2 separate regions of the Arachis hypogaea genome follow, and region 2 is linked to region 1. Evidence: chromatin contacts called from public Hi-C data. All regions are on one chromosome and are shown on one strand. The core of a region is the stretch at or near the end of the contact, and the rest is flanking DNA. Distances in the headings are between cores, read along the strand shown. Region 1 holds the start of LOC112710124 (galactoside 2-alpha-L-fucosyltransferase). Region 2 has its middle 5.3 kb from the start of LOC140184047.

Evidence for each region. Hi-C and Micro-C count contacts between places; a contact is called where the count stands out from the background.
Region 2: a contact with region 1 is called in a Hi-C map of leaf, with 2.9 times the contacts expected there. The contact joins the enhancer-like site here to the promoter of LOC112710124 in region 1. A contact is called at or near these places in 5 of 8 Hi-C or Micro-C datasets (leaf and an unstated tissue).

What each region holds. Positions count from the first base shown.
Region 1 is chr1:110,919,206-110,921,905 of arahy.Tifrunner.gnm2.J5K5, reverse strand. LOC112710124 (galactoside 2-alpha-L-fucosyltransferase) reads right to left here and starts at 1,371. Exons shown (of 2, transcript XM_025762237.3): 1 at 657-1,371; 2 at 1-289. The coding sequence starts at 924.
Region 2 is chr1:111,003,749-111,006,599 of arahy.Tifrunner.gnm2.J5K5, reverse strand. No RefSeq gene overlaps it. Among protein-coding and RNA genes, the nearest start is that of LOC140184047, 5.3 kb to the right of the region's middle. Within about 2 kb of position 1,274, at least 3 of the 3 cell types and tissues checked have open chromatin away from gene starts, as enhancers often do.

The DNA of each region.
Region 1 (2,700 bases), core at 122-2,621:
ATCCACACAACATATTTACAAGGTGAGGACTTGGAAAACTGACCAGACCTGAGTTCTTTCACAGTTTTGTTATAAGCTTCGGTATAAGGTCCACATTGTTTGTGTAGAGCTTCATATTTTCTTAACCTAGAAACAAGGTAAGAAGAAGGTTTAGGTGATAGTCCTTTGTGATAATTGGCTGATTGATACCTGCTGAGACAAGATCTTTCATCGAATCCATCGATTAGAAGGCCACCAATCAGTTTATCAATTGGCTTCTCAACAGAATCAGAGGAAATATTGTTCACACCTTCAAGTCACAGAACATCAAATTCCATTACTTAACAATGAATTCAAATAAATAGTAAAGCACTAAATCACAAGAAAGACAAATTTTTGGACATGGATAAATCAGTTCATTGAACTCAATGATGAGTTGAATTGAACATTTAGAAAGAGAATCAATCAAATGTAAGAACCCTAAAAAAGTTAAAATCTTGGCATCATAGAGTACCCTAGGGTAACAGTAGTGAAGTAAAACAATGCTTATACTTTCTGAATCAAAGTTCCATTTTGCTTAGAAAATTGAAATGCACCAGGCTAAGAATAAATTAAGCAAGTTAATCTTAAACCAAGTAGCTAACACAATGAAACATTGGGAATGATGAAGAAATTACCTTGTTGCTGAAAGACAGTAGTAGTAAGAGTGGGTGAAGCTTCTAGAACAGCATCAGAGGGAGGGTCTCTAAGAACAACAGAGAGTGAGAAGAGCACAGAGAAGAGCATGAAAGAAACAAGAAAGAACCCCATCAAACGCATAAGAGGGAGAGTAGTAGTATTATTCTTCTTCTCCAAATCTGAGGACAGATTCAGATTCAGATTCTTCAATGCATCATCAGTGTCACCACCTTCTTCCACATTCCTAATTGTAATGAGCCTTTTCATCACTTGCACATAGAAAGTTAAAGAGTAATAGGTGTGGTTCTTGCTTCAACAAGAGACACTGAACAATGATCTAAATCCAAAACTGATTAACTCATACATACAGTGTTGCTGTGCCACTAAGGTTAAGACATAATTTAATAGAGTCATTTGAAAAGAAACATTATAAAAATACCAAATATACATTAAAATATATTAAATACAAGCACATATAAAATTAATTACATAATTGATTCTTTATGTGCTCATATTACTTTTGTAATATACATCATTTTTGGATGATTTTTGTTTTCTTTAATAAGAATTAATAATACAATCCTAGTGTTTATGTAAAATTGGCTGTCGGTGGCTCTATTATGTTAATGTTACCTTCCACTACCAATCGCCATTATTTATGGCTATGTGTTGTCCGCCTCCTTCAATTTTAAAATAAAATAAAGTTTTTCATATAATGTCTCAATGACCGTTTTTTTTTTCTTTTGGTATTCTGTGAGTCTCACATTTCATGAATTAATTAAAGAATAGGAAAGTATTAGAGATTAATATCTATTTAAAATATAATAATTAAGCAGTTCAGTACACGAGATTTGAAGAGTGTTCTCACTAAGAACACCTAACTCTAAAGTTTCAGAGGTGATAACACGTTGTCCGCAATGAATAGTGTTCCTTCCATTAAAATGAAAATACAAATCCATTGCAATGTATTGGCTTTTGCATAAAGAAGCCTCCAAAAATTGTCGACTATCATCCAAAAAAAAAAAATTATTATCCTTTTAGCAAGACTGTTCGCGAAAATAACATCTCAGTGGACGAAGTAGTTACAGTGTTCCTTCAAAAAAAAGTGTAGAAGTGACGGCTTCGTTGGTCAAATTTTTTAACAAAATTAAATTCCAGATGCAAGTAGCATATCTTTCCGTTCATGTGTAAAGATTTGCGATTAATAAATGATTAGATTTGGAACATTCTATTTTGACGCTCATCGGAATTCTTTAAAAATCTCAGTTTTTTCTGCTCATTCCATTCATTAATAGAGGAACAACTCTACAGGTTACATAGAAAATATAAATCTATTGTTAATTGTACCTAGTAGAACTTTTGGTTGAAGCAGTTTTAGAGTGCAAAGAATGGCTGCAAAAATAGACTTGATCAGAGACATCAAACAAGCTTACTTGGTCATTAGTCGTGGGTGTTGCCCGATTGTATGAGTTTTCCAGCCAGTGAAACCAGAATGAGGTGTTTAACTTGGAGATGGTTTTGCAAGATGAGCAGGTATTGAATGAGTGATTATTATACATTGCATATTCTTCTTGAGTGCCTTTCTAACAAGTTTTAGTTTCTTGGGTTTTAAAATGTTTTGCAGGGTGATAGAATTCATGCAACGATATGCAAGCATGGGTTGGATTTGTTCAGGGAGAGAATAAAAGAGCATGCCATGTATAATATGCCAAATTTTATTGTGAAAATTAACAATGAGAAGGTAAGGATAACTGCTCATAAGTACAAGCTTAGCTTCTATACAAAGACAGACGTGGAAGTCCTTCCAATTGAGACTTTCCTTTTAACCCATTCAAAATGTGCCCATTTGCTGAACTTGAGGCAAATGCTCCAATGGATGAAAATTTGTTGTTTGGTACGTTACATCGACATACTTTTTATTTTGTTAAGATATGATCTTGAATGTTATTACAGGTTTATGTTTAAATGGCCTTATTGTGATATGCAGATTACATAGGAAAGGTTGTTGGAAAGGAAGAAGCTATGGGGATGATTACACGCACG
Region 2 (2,851 bases), core at 25-2,524, 85 kb before region 1:
AGTCCCTGTGATTGACCAAATTCCAGATGTTCCAGACAACCGTCAGGTTGCGCAGAGGCAGCGTGTAGGGACATGATCGAGCCAGCGTGAGTGGATTCAGTTGGAGGAGGCCATCAATAATAGAATGGAGGGGAGGGGTCATGGGAGGCGAGGTAGGAGGTCTCGTGGAGTGCGAGGAGCTATAGGTCGTAGTCGTGGTGGAGCCTAACACAGAGGTAGAGGCAGGCAGGATGATAGTAGTGCTGAGGACGACGATAGTGGTGACGGAGATGACGGAAGTGACGACGACAGTCATCGAGGTGGAGGAGGTAGTGACAGTGGTGGGGGGTACGATGGTGGGAGCGGGGGTGGTTAACCGATTAAACTAGTAGAATTTTTTAAAGGTTAATTGATTAAAAATAACAAAATATAAAAAATAACTTTTTTAAAAAAATATATATTTTGCATAAATATATTATTTTATTATATCTCATTCAATTCTGATTAAATATTAGTTGAATTTTAAATTTTTGAATTTTTAAATTTATTGGTTTGGTGATTGGTTTAATTTTCAGATTTTTTTTATTTTTATGAATAAAAATTATATTTTACTCTTTTTACGATCTATAACGACCTTATTGGCAGCTTTTCTATTGTGTACTACAAGATACTTAGTTGAGACTCGAAGCTAGGTTGGGTTGGCCTTGCCCTTACTATGTAGCCCTAATAACTCAAGCTTGAACTAGCTTATTTATAAATAATATATATCTCAATCAAAACTATTAGCTTCAAGTAGTGCGCAAACTAAATTATCTTAAGTAACATCTTGAATTTGATCGAATCCAAGATTCCTTCATGTATTAATTTCAAGCATTTGCTACGCTACTATGGTCAGTACTAGCTACTTCTCAATTATTGATGTCACAATGCTATGCATATACATAGCATTTTTATCACCGAGTTTACAATGAAAAGCTATAAAAAGAAACAAACTTTAGAAAAACATCATATCTGTAATAATAAACTATATAATTTGTTTGGACCACTCTTTTCATATGCATGTTATTCGTTTAGAATATATTGTATATTATATATTAATGTCAATTGTCAGTTGCGGTTGTGCTGGAAACCAATGAATCATCACACCAATCTCCCTACGATTTTTAAGATTAGGTGCCACAAAAAAGGGAAAAAAAAAAACACCAATACTAGCGATTTCTGTGAAATACCCTTTAGGTCCTTGTCCCTTTCATTTCATCATGTTCACGAGTCCCACAATAACCCAACCCTTAACCAATATAATGTAACCTACATATAATCTTGAAGATAATCTAAAGTAAGCTAGATACAATACAACAATTATTCTAGACTTGACATGTTATTAAATAATTTAGTGTTGGATTAATTAATCCCCCTAGCTAGGTGACATGAATCATCCAATAATTCGAGTTGTTAAGACATAAAAAGACAATTGGTTCGTTCTAATGGGTGACGAACACCAAACAGAAATTGTGGCATATTCTGCCCGCAATTTACTGTAGTGCATGTAACAAGTGGAGAGAGAGAGAGGTGAACTGAAACTAATTAATACATTATTAAAATACAAAAATGAGATATTGCATGCTAATCAGTAATTAATGTACTGTGCCTAACCACCTATGTCTTTAAACCAATCAATTTAGTGAATTTACTATAGGCTATATATATAGGCAGATCCTACTTTTGGGTGAAAATGACAAAATATATAGGAGGATCAGCAAATTAAAATCCAAGTTTTCTATAATAATAATATAATTGCTACCTACGTGGCTCTTTGAATCAAATATAATTTTATCTGTGTCCTTCTCTGGGGAACTCATTGTATTGTTCCGGTATCCATCTTTGACTAATAACGGATTTTCAGCATGTATGATAGTAGGGTTTATTATTTCTAGTGGTAAATTTGAAAGATATATATATATATATATATAATTTTGTCAAATTAATATTTGAAGAATGTTAGAAAATTAATAAAATTTATTGTTTTTGTCTAATAGTTAAATATCAATGTATAAAAATATAGACTAATTAAAAACATGTTATTGAATTACTAAACTAAATGAGTTGGATGAATAACTAAAAAAAACAAAATTTTGCTGACCTTTGAATATTTTTTTTAATATTTAATGAGTAATCAGAGATAGTAATTTATTTATAATAGAATTATTTATTTGCACTAATAACATTATTAGTATTACAATTTAACTATATGGTATAATAAAGATAAAGATATATTTTAGTAGTATAATAATAATAAAATAAACACAGAAATTAGTCTTTAAAAAAATTTAATTCAAACGTTTTAGTCTTTAATAAATTTTTATTTCCTGTAACTACTCCTCAAAAATTATTCATGTTGGATATATTGGTCTGGTCATTGTTTTGATGGGGATTAATTTATTTTATTTGTTTAACACGCAGATTAAAAAATTTAATTGAAAATGACGAAATGATTAATTTATCTGATAAAAATAATTTTCAAATAGTTCCAGTGAAAAAAAATTGTTGTAAACTAAAATATCCAATCTAAAATTCTTTAATTAAAACCAATTTGAATATTTATTCCAAAAAAATTTTAATTTTTAACCTATTCAACACAATGAAAATTTAATTAATAATTTTTGGTACAATAATTTTTTCATAGTATATTTAAAATGTGTCATTAAAAAATATATTAGTAAAATTATTATTATTATTATTAAATTGTGACATAATATTTCTTAATAGAGAAGAAAAGAAGAACACATTTTTCCCCCCAAATAATTCCATAGATTGATGATGAAGGGTATTCTGAGAGGTATTTTATTTTCAGTGAACCGTTTTTTGGTCCTTT